3 separate regions of the Mus musculus genome follow, and all the other regions are linked to region 1. A link is a contact called in public Hi-C and promoter capture Hi-C data. All regions are on one chromosome and are shown on one strand. Each heading gives the region's core, a stretch centred on a gene start, on an enhancer-like site or on the middle of the called end of the contact. The rest is flanking DNA. Distances are from core to core; before and after follow the strand shown.

Region 1 (4,335 bases), core at 685-3,184:
TTCAAATGTTTTATACTTTTTCTGGTTTCAAAATTAATTTTCATATGAAATAATCCAGGAAGCCATATATGATGTTTAGCGCTAACATTCAGCTCTGGGGTTGCTTCTCCTGTAATATCATTGACCTTGTCTGTTTTTAACTCCCTCGTGTTACAGATTTACCTTGGTCATCTTTCCGAGTGATGATCTCCACGTCAGAAACTTCTCCAAATCTGCCGAACTGATTTTGTAGGTCTGTCTCAGAAATGCCCTGTCCAAGTCCACCCACAAAGAGGCGCTTCATTTCTCTGTTGCCTTGCATGGATGTTGGGCATCTATCTGGAAAAGTTAATTTTGGACAGAAAAACAATTTAATAGTTTTCCAGAAATTTAACACAACTCTTTCCCCTGAAACTTCTGTGCCAACTTCATCTTATGAAGCTATGTCTCTTCATATGTATTGCTTTCAGATTTTATCAGTGGAGATTTTACAAAGGCCCTCCATCCACATTCTCAATGAACACACTTTGCAACTGCACCTAAGTACAGCACATCCACACATCTTCTCCCAGATGTTTTCTCTAAAACAACCACAGCTATTATATCTTATCCTTATTGATTTTTTATTCGAAGTACTGCCCTCCCCCATTCATTTCTACATTTTTACCTTAACATATACTGGCAAAAATAGTAAGCTAACGGATAAAAATAGCTTCATCCTGGAGCTCCAGTCATAACAAAGTCTGCAATTACAATAGTATGGCAAAATACAAGTGTCCCCTAAGCGCTGTTAAATCACAAAGACGGCAACTTAAGTTATACCTAAAATATGTTTCCCCACTGTGTGCCTGTATTGTTCAAAGCAGTCTGAGTGGATCTCATCGGTCAGGGGAGTAGGAGCGGTTACGGCTTTTCCCAGTGCCACTTAGAAAACAGTAGTGGTGACAGCAAGGATCATAATGAAGTCTAATTTTGGAACCCGGAATTGTTAACACTGTCCTACCAAGATTGCTGGAAACGTTTTCCAGAGGTCGCTCCATCTCGTTTAGCTCTCGGCGGATGTTCAGCTCTTACTCAAACCTTTCTCAAAAGTTGGCTGTCTCCTTCCAAGCGAGATCACTAAATAGCGGCAGAAGCCCAAAGCAAAGGCCAGCACTCTGGGAAAAAAACCTACAGTGTACCCCTTCTTGGTAGCCACCGCCCCATCCTTCCAGCCCTGCCCTCTCTCTTCGAGAAGCCCCTAAGGAAGGAGAGGAGAGGCTAAGCCCAATAGCCCATCACTTCTCACGAGCAAACACTCTTCCTCAGGGCGCTTGTCCGACTCAGCTCAAGCCCGGCGTAGCACTTAACGTCTAATAACACGTGCCGGCAAGTGCATTTTCCTTTCCTTCCTACAAAGTTTCCAACCCAATCTCCTAAGGTTCCGTTATCCCGCAGTTCCAGAGGGCTCTTTATTTCCTCCGCCTTCGCTTTTACTGACGTTCTGTTAGTTCTCCTCCACGTTGTAAAACTGACAGAGTGTGAGAAAGAAAAATAAAAATCGGTAATTCCTACAGAAAAGACACTCCGCCGCGTGGTTCCTGATTTCCGGTTCAAGTAGGCGGAAGTGAAGAAGCGGAACCAAAATAAAGAGACTCCTTTCCTCGTGCTTCCGAGAATCCGCCCCCTTCGGTGACGTAAGAGCTCGGCTGGCCCAGTGGCCGTTAGACGGGATGGGCGGCCGTTGGAGGGTGACGTGCAATTTGGAACGAACCAACTCGCAGAGGCGGCGGGGGTGTCTAGACGCTCGACGCGACATTTCGCGGGCCGTCAGGCTCGGGAACGTCGTCCGAGGCCGTGGGCGTGGACGCGCGACTCCCGGCAGCCTCTCCCCCCGTGAGCTCGAGAGTGGTCCGTTCCAGGAGCGCGCGCGCTCCTTGAAGTCTCCTGGCTGCCCGAGGCGCCCAGACTGCCATTCTCCGGGCTACTTCACCTTCAGGGTTCCACGTCGGTAGCCATGGATTCCGAGACCCGCGAACTGCGCGCCCTGGAGGCGGAGGTCGCAGCGCTGCAGCGAGAGTGCAGAATGCTGCAAAACGCTGGGGAGAAGGCGTCCGGAGCCTGGTACGTGGCTCGGGTCCATCCCTCCCAGCCCATGCCCTGTAGCACCCCGCGGACCTCTCAACCTTATGACAGTTCTGGACTCCGACTCCCTCACCCCCCCAAGACCCATGCTCAAGAACGTGGTGGGAGACGTCCTGAAATGTGAACTTGAATCAGTGTTCTGGGAGAACGATGACCTCATGAGTGTGTGAACGCTGCGTTTGGGGCTTATGACTTGATTATAATCAGCAGAAAATAGTTTCCTTAAGGGTTGTTTTCGCCCAGTTGATGAGAATCAAAGGGAAAATCTGGCTTTTCTTTAAGCAGTCTTTGCCTTCGGGAGAACAGCATCTAGATAGCTGGTTTTGTTTTGTTTTGTTTTTCTGGGTTTGGAGACATTGTTACTCTGTAGGTCAGGAACTGGCTCAATTTGATTTCAAACTCAAGAGTCTTCTATTCCGCAGCCCCCAACTCCCACACACAGTGTTGGAGTTATTACCTGAGCCACCATACTTGCTCTTGTCTAGTTGGGATTCCCTCCTTACTCTGGTTTCATGGATTTGTTTTTGTGACTCATCTAACGATGTAGTTAAGGGGCCCTGACCTTTTTTTTTTTTTTTTTTTTTTTTTTTTTTTTTTCTGCATTATGTTAGAAACATAAGGGTTGGGGGTATATAGCCCCAGGGCAGGGCAGCCTAGCATGGTCAAATTGGTATATATGGCTAATGCCTTCTATAGGAAACTGTGATAGTCTTCTGATTAGTTACTATTGTTAAGCCTTATTTAAAGGTAGTTGATCTGAGTGTTAAATAGTTAAATAGCTTGCCTAAGGTCCTAGAGAAATCCAAAGCCCAAGCATTGCCCATTCAAAGAGAGAAGGAAGGCTAGAACTAGCAGTAACTTAGTATCTTAAACATGGAAAAAAAATACCTTTTTTATTAGGTGTAATTTGGAACAGGTTCAGAGAACCTTAGTGCAGGAAACAAATTCTAAAGAAAGAGAACGTTGTTAACTGTTGAAAGAAAGAGGGAGATGTGTGTGTGGCCTCCAGCTGTGCATGCTCTTCACAGCAAGAATGGAGATGCCTGCTGCTGATTCAGGGATGGCCCACAGACTGGAAGCATTAAGATTAGAGTTGGGGAGCCTGCCAGGCTGACTCCATCCCTACTTACCGAGTTTAGAATTTATATTTTATCAACACAGCCTGCCCCTGAACTTTTGAAAAGTTCTTTGTCAGACCATGGGAAAATAGTTTCTTAACCCACCAGAAGATGTCATTGTAAGCCCAGTATGGTATAGTAGATTGGTTATGGAATCTGGGACTCCTCGGTAATGGAACTGAAAAGTTAAGAGTCCAGATTAGGGAATACATTAAATGTCAATCCAAAATGTGTAGATTTAATGATTTTTTTTCTCATTTTGAAGGAAGATTGAGACCTGTTTCCTGAGCTACTTAATTTATTATTATTATTATTATTCCATTTGTATGCTATAACATATTTATGGAGGTCAGAGATTGAATAGACATGTCCAAGTGACAGTTCTTTCCCTCCAGTGGCAATAGAACTACAGGTTTGTGCAGCAAGTACTTTTGCCTGCAGAGCCATCTTATTGATTCTCCAAGATACTTTTAAAATGATCCTGATAGTTGAGTGGATTGGCAGCCAGAATATTGGAACTAAGTTGTTTAGTTATATCCCTGTGTCCATATTCTTTGATGTAAAAATTGAGTGCCTTCAGAACTTGGTTTTGCTATTGGCTGGAGACGGCCAAGGCGTGTAGAAGAGAGAACTTTAAATATGGGTTTCACAGATGAGAGAAAACTAGTATTTGCCTTTCTGGTTTATTTAGTGTGATTTCCTGTTGCATCCATTTTCCTGATTTTCTGAGATGTTCTTTCTCTCTTTCTTTCTTTCTTGGAGTAATCTTTTTTGTCTTACCATGACACTTGTCCTTCAGACCCTACAGAAGCAGCCTGTACCGTTTTACTTGGCAGTCCCTAAGCTCACCAAGCCTGCTTTCACTACTTGTATGTCTGAGTACTACTGTGTCTGGTGCCCACTGGAGGCCAGAACAGGGTCTTGGGTTCCCCTGGAACTGGAGTTACAGAGTGTTGTAAACTATCATGTGGGTGCTAGAAGGAAGAATGGGGTCCTCTGGAAGAACAGCCAGTGTTCTTAGTCTAGCCACTGAGCTACCCCTCCAAGCCCCACCTTCGGTACGAGGGGTGGAATCTAGAGGAACATTTGTATAGTAAGTAAAACATTTGTCAGT
Region 2 (4,335 bases), core at 1,094-3,593, 8.7 Mb before region 1:
CTAACCCAGCTCTGTTCTGTCATCTTGAATATGGTTTCTATCCTCAATACTTTTTAAAACTTTTTTTCATTATATACACATGTGTGGAGGTTAGAGGTCAAGAGAGTAAGGTCTGGTCTTCCCCCATCCTGGAGATGAAATTTACCTTGGCAGCCAACACCTTCACCCACTGCTCCATCTCACCTGTCTGCCCTCTTACCTTAGTTTTGTTTGTTTCTTGAGACAGTTTGACTATGTAGCTCTGGCTGACCTAGAACTCACAGATTCACATCTCTGCTTCCCAGCTGCTATGATCAAAGGCATGAACCATCATAGTTTATTCTACTTTTCAAAAAACTCCCTCACACATAAAACAAAACCCACAATGTATTCAAAGTACTGTAATAAGCATTGAATTGTCAGCACAAAGTGGCAAACAGGACAGAACTCGGGGTATGGTGCCTACAGTATTTCAAATATTTTCTCAGCCAGCTACTGAACTGTTGAAATTATATTAAATCTCACAGCTAAGTCATACTGAATCCAAATTGATACTAAAGCATTAGGTTAATGGTTACCCAGGAGCCACTAAAGGAAACAAAGTGGCATGGGCTTTGTTGTGACACCCAAATCCAGGGCCTCCGCACTCAGTGTGCTACACCACTGAGCTACAGTCTGAGGTTTTAATAAGGAATTGAAAACCTCCAACTCTAAATAGAAAATGAAGGACGGACAAAAGACACTTTGATTACTCAAAGAGAAAACCTAAAAAAGTGAGAGAAGAAAACAAACAGGTATAACTGGGGGGTGGGGGTGGGCGCAAGAACAATCCTGCCATGAAATCTTGAGGAAGCAACTTCTCACTAGAGACTAGTCAAGACAATTTCTGTAGTTTCCTTTAGATTCCCACTTCTCATTTACAAAAAAAGTTGTTAGCGGGGTGGTGGAGGCGGCTATGCAGGCAATAATCTCAGCACTCGGGAGGCAGAGACAGGGGGATCTCTGAGTTCCAGACCAGCCAGGGTTACACGGAGAAACCTTGCCTCGGAAAAAAAAAATGTTGTACTAGAAATACTAACTTGCCGGGCAGTGGTGGCACACGCTTTTACTCCCAGCACTTGGGAGGCAGAGGCATTGGATTTCTGAGTTCGAGGCCAGCCTGGTCTACAGAGTTCCAGGACAGCCAAGACTACACAGAGAAACCCTGTCTCGGAAAAAAAAAAAAAAAAAAGAAAAAGAAAAAAAGAAATACTAACTTTAGCTGGCCATGGTTACGCTTGCCTTTAATCCCTGCTTTGGGAGGACGAGGCAGGTGGATCTCTTGAGAGACCCTCCGGGTCAAAAACCACCATATGAAAAATCTTGAGCCAGGAGTGGGGGCACACGCTTTTAATGCCAGCGTTTGAGAGGCAGCGGCAGGAGATCTACAGGATCCCACGACAGCCAGGGCTACACTAGGCTGTCTCAGAACGAGAGCCCCCTCACCAGATCCTCAAGCCCCAGTCTCTTCTGTCAGTTAGGTAAAGGATGGCTCGACCGCTCTGTAACGGAGCGATTTACAGGGTGCTGGCCGGTGTGCACATTTTGGGATTATTCGAGGGAAAGGTAGGACAGGGTGCGCTCGCACACACGCCTCGCTAACTGGAGGTCACCCCTACAGGCTGACATCCGGACATCAGCCAGAGTCTGGGGACCGTGGAGCTCTGCTGTGAGGATGAGGAGCGAGGCGAGCACCCGCAGTGACCCTCCCTTCCCCTGGTGGGGCAGCCATGGCGGGGCAGTGTGCCTGCGAGCTTTCTCAGGGAGGGTCCCAGGGAGCGCTGCAGCACGGACGCGCGGGCATTCCCTACGCGGCGTTCCCGGGGGGTCTGCATCGCACCGGCCCAACACGGAAGTAAGCCCCGGGCTCCCTGGGAGCGGGCGCCGCTTCCAGCCCTCCCCCGCCCTCCCCGCCGGGGGAGCCGTTAGCACAGCGGGTTTCCCGGGCGCCGCGGAGGGGGCGCAGAGCCCGCAGCGCCGGGGAGGGAGGGGGCGAGCGAGACGCGACAACGGGTAGCTGCGGAACCCGGGCGGAGCACCGACCGACCTGGCCTTCCCGCCTCGCCTCGCCTCGCCTCGCACCGCAGCGTGATCCCAGGGCCGCGCGCCGCTCTCCCTCTCCCGTTCCCAGCTGGGTTCTCTTTTCCCTCTTTCACTTCTTCCCGCCCAATCGGGCGCTCACGGGGCGACCGTCCCTCCTCCAATCGCGCCAAACTCCCTCGGGGCTCGAAAATCCCCCCGCAGTCGCCCCTCCCGGCACACGTGAGCAGCGCCGCTGAAGTCTCGCGAGAGGTCTGTCACTACTCCCCTCCCCCTCACCACAGAGTGCGCGAACGAGAAAGGAGGAGGGCGCTACAGGCGACAGCGCTGCAGACGCCATTATCCTCTGCTTCTCCGCTGCACGGACGTCGCCGTCGTGCTCGTCTCCCACTCGATTGCGGCCTGTAGGTATCTGGGTGGGCTAGGGCTTCGGGGTAGCGAGTCCCCGGAGCGGGTTGGCGCCCCGGGATGGCGGCTTGGGCTATCCCCATGCCCGAGTTTTCTCAGGCCCGCGGCCTTCCAGCCCAAAGGGAGTCGCCGGCGGAAGGCGGGGTTCTCGGCGCCGTAATTGACGCGGCCACGGGCCAATCGCTTCGCGCTCGCACCACCGCCGAAGCCTGGGCAGCCAATGGGGCGCGACGCTGAAGTGGGAGGGGGTTTGTCCTCGTTCTCTGTCTAGCAGTGACCGACCGTCGGAGGCGGCGCGGCCGGGAGGCAACGGCGGACTCGCGCGGTGAGCGGGACGGGCGGGTCGCGCTGGCTGGAGCGGGGTCGGACGCCGTAGTCGGCTGTCCGGGGTGGCGTTCGGGGCGGCCGTGGCCCGCCGGGGAACGTTGCCCGGGTTCCCCTCCCCCCACCGCCGCCATTTCCCCGAGCGTGCCCCTGCGGTTGGCGTGCCGGCGCTAGGTGGCTTGAGGGACCCGGGAAGGAGAGGCCTGTGGGTTTGCGACGCGGGCGCCCCGTGTGGAGGGAGCGCCGGGCCGTCCGGTGGACTCGCGGGTGTGGTGTGTGTGTGTGCGCCCCGGCCGCCCTTTGTCCCTCCACGGCGTGGGCCTCCCTCCTCACCCCACCTCCGGGGTGGGGGGTGCTGCGCGGCGGGGCCGATGGGGCGGCCGCGGCGGCTTTGTCTCGGGTGGTGGGGGAGGTGCGGGGGACGGGCGCTCGCGAGCCCGCGTGCTGGGTGGGGGAGGGGGGTCTCGCGCGACTCCGCCTAGTCGCACGTAGTCGCCATTACGCGGGCCGCCATTTCCTGTCGGATCCGGGTGAGGAGAGGCTCGCCGCTCGGCGACGGTCGCTGGCCGCTGCTTCCAGGCCCGGCCCGTGGGCGGGAGGCGAGCGCGCGCGGTCGGTCTCGCTCGGCGGACCTGTTAACACCAGCGCGCTGTGGGAACAGCGGCCGCGGGACGAGAGGGCTGGCTGGGCCTGTTTGTGTGCGTAGACCCGGCTGATTTGCCTGAATCCATTTACCCCCGCGGCCGGGGGTTTAGCGGAGTGGCCGGCCGATCTCTGCATTTAAAGTGGTCCCCAGAGGGATCGTCATTTGCTGCCGGCGTTTTGGAATAGGAGAAGGCATGAGGGTGATGCCTCGACTTTAAGATCCTGTGTTGGTCCTTGGCTTTGGTAGGACTACGAGTTAACTGGACCAGTTGTGATGGTTTGGTTGCAGTCTTGGAGAGTTGGGTTAGAGGTAAAATTGTTGGGAAATAGCCTTTTTTACGTTGCCTAAAATAATGGTGTTGGTGATTAAAGATTCCGTGGCTTTGCTGAATAATGGTGGTCGTTTCCATCTGGTTCTTTAGATTTCTGTGTCTGAAAGTTCAATGTACCTTGTATTTGCCGCTAAGTTTTTTAAAGTTGGCAGATTTCATTGATTAGTGTTGTCAGTCACGACCAAAGGCGGGGAAAAAATTACTACTAGCCCTACTATAACACTAGTTTTGTGATAAGACGTGGTCTTTTCAAGAATTAGTCTCGTGAACAAAATTATATGTCGACTAGTTTTTCCGTTGTAATGAAATGAAGCAAGTTGCTGAGGACGGAATTACTGGTCCCCCACACCCCTTGCGGGGGGGGGGGGCGCAAGGCTCTGGTGGTGGAGGTGGTTAGGGTGTGCTTCATTGAGACAATCTAGTCTAAAAGAAGTCCATTATGCCTGTCTCTCCTCAATTATAGTTTTTAAAAACAGTTCACTTTTAGGAATATTTTAGTTTCCTCGAATCAGACCTTGTTTTTATATACTACTGTAGCACTAGGATGTCACTTGTGTGTGCTGGAAGC
Region 3 (4,335 bases), core at 558-3,057, 8.6 Mb after region 1:
ATTTCCTCCTTGAGGAGCTGAGAGACAACGCGGTGTATGGCAATGGTCGATAACACCCACCCACTAATACCCCTGCCTATCTGTATGTAAAGAGGGGAAAAAAAAAAAAAAAAAAACGCCTGGCTCCACTCAGCCAGATAATCAGAGGCCAATGCAGGGTGTACTCAGGGCCTAAAGCAAACTTGAGTCAAGCCATATTAGGTGTCAAGGGCTCTGGGGACCCACATGTCACTGGACTAAGGTGACAATTTTAAGAGTAACAAGAAAGGCTCACCTGCTTTGGCATAGCCAATAATCCCACCGGTAGCAACCAGGGCTGCATAGCCGAAACCAAAATAATGTAAAGGCATCCTGAAAAGGCCAAAGGGAGAAGCCAGTGTCAACCGAGTATAAAATACAACACACAAAATCACTGGATGGGGCCTGCGGGAACTTGGCCTTGGTGGCGATGCGCCCCCCACCCCCGGCTCCCGGAGGCTGGCAACCTGAGTTTGGTTACATTACAATGGTCCACATAGCAGAAGATCAACTCCCGCAACTCCTGAAAATTGTCCTCTGACACCTACAAACTCAACATGGCACGAATGCATCCACACAAAGAAGTAAATGTAATTGCTTAAATCATCCTCAGGGACAAAAGGATTGTCGTTTCCAGCAAATTCTGCCAGTGCCCAATCAGAAAGAAAGATAGGCCAGGTGGCAGGCTCGGTGAAAGAACTAGCCAGTGGCAGAACTGGATTCAAGTCCATGTCCCAGGCCGCTAGTTCAAGGATCATGTCACAACCTACGCTGCCTGGTGGGCAGTGCCAAGCTGGAGGTTCCCGTCATGTGCTCTGGTTTTAGAGGCTCCCAGTGATTCTACTCCGATGCACAGGGCACTTACAATGGGCCACTGTCTTTCTGCATTGTTCAGTCGCTTTGGAGACCACACCAGGCCTGCACCTGTGGAGGAGAGGTCAGAGCAGTCAAGAGACACGCTGACCTCTAGCAATCAGGAAGAAATGAGTTCAAGGTACAGCTCTGGGTGTGATTGCAACTGCCGCCTGGACACACACAGTCACTAGTCGCCCTAGCTCTGCTGTCCAGTGAAGGTAACTGGATAACAAGTAAAACACCTCTGTGAATATTAAGTGTTGTAGAGACACCAAATATTTTTACCACAGCCTCTACTATAGCACAGGCCCACCGAAACGAGCAGGAGTCACGGAGCAGCTCTGGAGCAGCTGACTGTCTCATCAGTTAGTTGATTGCTAAATCAGAAAACAAATGGCCTGTACCTCCATTCTTCTTAGCGTCTCCGAGAAGCAGGGTAAATGCTGCTTTCTCTCCAACGTCCTCCATACTCAGTTTGCAAACTTTTAGAAACCCTTGCACCCAACCCTCGGCTCCTATTAGGCTGGAGCAAGGGACCAGAAAATGCTCGGAACCCTAGTCGCAACTGCACTTAGACGCGCTACAACCCTACAAAGTGACTCCTGCTCTCTTACGGAAAAGCCCTCCGTGGCGCGGAAGCAGCGCACGCGCGTTTAGGTTTCCACTCCCGGAACCGCAGTTAGAGAACATTTTAGAGAGGCGGGAAGCGGGCCGGGGAAGCGAGCTCAGCAGAGTGTGCACGGAACGATTCCCCTGGTGATAGAGTCGGCAAAGTAAGAACACACCCAACCAACACTGGAGCCGGAGCCGGAGCCGGGAGGCCTGTGCTGTAGGACGAGGGCGCGAGCAGACAGCGAGAAGCCGAGGTCAGGAGCCGGGTGTGCAGACGTCACAGCGTGCGCTGCGTCCTAGCGGGAGGGGCGGGACCTGGATAGCCGGGAGGAACCTGAGGTGATTGGCTGGGCATCATCCTAGGCGGTCTTCGGGTGATGGGGCGGGGCTTGGTTCCGGCTTGGGAGTAGTGGGGTGGAGGAGCACCAGGTTTGGCTGCTGAGTTTGGGGTCCGTACTCCGAGGGTGAGCCAGTTTGATACAAGGATAATGGGATTAATAAAAGCCATCAGGAAAGGGTACCAGGCTGGTAGAAGAGGCATATCAGCCACAAGTCAAAGCAACTCAAAGTGTTTATGTACTGCCATGTGCCCAGTATAGATCTTAAGTATAGACATTTAAACAGTGAACCAATCTATTTTTAAGAAATTTTTGCCCTGGGAGAGCCTAAGTATTTACTCCTCAGAAGGTCTCAATTACAAATCAAAGTTCACCCCGAGGAACCAATGAGTTTATTAAAGTTCCTTACAAAGCATGACTGAGGAGTTTCAGGCAGAAGGGACAAGTCATGCTGGAAAACCTATACCCAGCGAGAATGATGGCTTACTTATGGCTGTGCAGAGCCCCGTTTCCTAGTCCCTGTCCACCTATAAACTCTAGCCCTTCCTCAAGTCACATGCAACTAGGTCAGAATGCATGAAACTGGGTGGAAGGGGTAACGGGATATAGGTGAGGGGCCCCACGACCCTCTCCACTCCTTTTCTAAATGAAGGTGAACAGTCAGGCAAACAGTCAACAAGCCCAGCTGGGACCATCTTTTGCAAGCAGGCACAGCTGACCCTCATGAAGATGGCGGCAACCTGGCGCAGATAGTAGTGCGGAACTGAATCCCACACGCTCTATCAGAGAAGCACTGTACGTATTGGCCCTTAAGAGCACTGAGGGTCTTGCTGTAGAGGACACACGTAGTCAAGGACTTAATCCGGGGCTTGCGTGTGATGGCCCTAGTCATGGACTGTGAATGTTTTGTCTCCTGTATATCATACTTGAACGTCTCACGTAATTTTGGTGTCTGCAAATACAGCATCTTGGACTATTTAACTACTCTGTTTTGCCCAGGCTGGCCTGGAACTGCTGGGCTCAAGTGATCCTCTCTCGGGAGCCTCCTGGGTTACTGAGGCTCCAGGCACATGCTATCTGGATTCCTAGTTATGCCAGCCTCATACACTTCTGTCTGTGCACTTCTCAGGAGACCGTTAACTCTTTGCCACTGTGGGTATAACAGTGGCCGGCTGCACCAAGATTCCTAGATGCCTGCCAACAGAAGGATCCCGGAAATAAACTAGGACTAGGTAGAAGATACAACTCACTCCTGTAGGCACTAGGGAAAGGTCAAGGCTCCAAGTTGCAATCAAACCACATAGAATTGTTACAAAAGCTTGGACAACCAGGAGATTCCAGCTAACTGTATCATTGAAGCCCATGTTTTCTTCTAACATTTTGTTTTCTTTACACAAGCTCTCGGGTGGTCAGAAACTGCCTCAATTCTAATTCTCGGAACTCCTTCTACCTCCTGAATGCCAGGATTACAAGGATGCCTCACGTGCTCAATTAAAACATTGTTTACATACAACTCCTCCCAAAGCCAAGTTATGTTTTATAAAAAAAAAAACAAACAAACAAACTCTATCATAGATGACTTTGTGTGTATGTGGGGATGTGAGAGGGGGCACATGTGTGGTGGTACAAATGTGGAGGCCAGAAAACAAGTTGTGGGGAGACAATTTTTTTCCTTCCACAACTGTGGGCTTCAGAAACTGAACTCAGGTCTTTGGGCTCCGTGGTAAGTACACTCAACCAGCCACCAAGCCATCGTACGGGCCCATGGACTTTAATCTTCTTTTGACTTCTACTCACACTATGCCCTTGGGATTTCCCATCTTTTGATATCTCAAGACATTCAGGCAATTGACATCTATTGAAGGTGTTATTTTTTATGTATATATGTTTATAGCTCTATCCTGGAACTTCCTCTGTAGACCAAGCTGGCTTTGAACTCAGAGATCTGCCTGTTTGCTTCCTAAGTATTAGGTGTGTACCAACACTTGACAAAATATGCCCTTACTATGATGACAGTGTGTCATGTTACAGGCTGTACTGGCTGGTTTTGTCAACTGTCAAGCTGGAGTTATCACAGAGAAAGGAGCCTCCCTTGAGGAAATGCCTCCATGAGATCCAGCTGTAAGGCATTTTCTCAGTTAGTGATCAAGGGGTGAGGGCCCATTGTGGGTGGTGCCATCCCTGGGCTGGTTCTATAATGAAAGCAAGCTGATCGAGCCAGGGGAAGCAAGCCAGTAAGAAACATCCCTCCATGGCCTCTGCATCAGCCTCTGCATCAGCTCCTGCTTCCTGACTTGAGTTTCAGTCCTGACCTCCTTTGGTGGTGAAGAGCAGTGTGGAAGTGTAAGCTGAATAAACCCTTTCTTCCCTGTCTTAGGGTTTCTATTCCTGCACAAACATCATGACCAAGAAGCAAGTTGGGGAGGAAAGGGTTTATTCAGCTTACACTTCCATACTGCTGTTCATCACCAAGGAAGTTAGGACTGGAACTCAAGCAGTTCAGAAAGCAGGA

The links. Promoter capture Hi-C pulls out the DNA fragments that hold promoters and counts their contacts. Hi-C and Micro-C count contacts between places; a contact is called where the count stands out from the background.
Region 2: a Hi-C map of CD4 T cells shows a contact between it and region 1, with 4 times the contacts expected there. The contact joins the promoter of Hnrnpk here to the promoter of Cenpp in region 1. A contact is called at or near these places in 3 of 484 Hi-C or Micro-C datasets (B cells, CD4 T cells and CD8 T cells).
Region 3: a promoter capture Hi-C map of pre-B cells shows a contact between it and region 1. The contact joins the promoter of Tmem14c here to the promoter of Cenpp in region 1. A contact is called at or near these places in 1 of 39 promoter capture datasets (pre-B cells) and 1 of 484 Hi-C or Micro-C datasets (CD4 T cells).

What each region holds. Positions count from the first base shown.
Region 1 is chr13:49,650,330-49,654,664 of GRCm38.p6, reverse strand. It overlaps Cenpp (centromere protein P), which reads left to right and starts at 1,934. Exons shown (of 8, transcript NM_025495.3): 1 at 1,934-2,082. The coding sequence starts at 1,976. It overlaps Nol8 (nucleolar protein 8), which reads right to left and starts at 1,587. Exons shown (of 17, transcript NM_001271397.1): 1 at 983-1,587; 2 at 163-318. The coding sequence starts at 1,019.
Region 2 is chr13:58,400,520-58,404,854 of GRCm38.p6, reverse strand. It overlaps Hnrnpk (heterogeneous nuclear ribonucleoprotein K), which reads left to right and starts at 2,343. Exons shown (of 16, transcript NM_025279.3): 1 at 2,343-2,462. Rmi1 (RecQ mediated genome instability 1) reads right to left here and starts at 2,258. Exons shown (of 3, transcript NM_028904.3): 1 at 2,066-2,258.
Region 3 is chr13:41,013,722-41,018,056 of GRCm38.p6, reverse strand. It overlaps Tmem14c (transmembrane protein 14C), which reads right to left and starts at 1,807. Exons shown (of 6, transcript NM_025387.3): 1 at 1,659-1,807; 2 at 884-942; 3 at 275-351. The coding sequence starts at 906.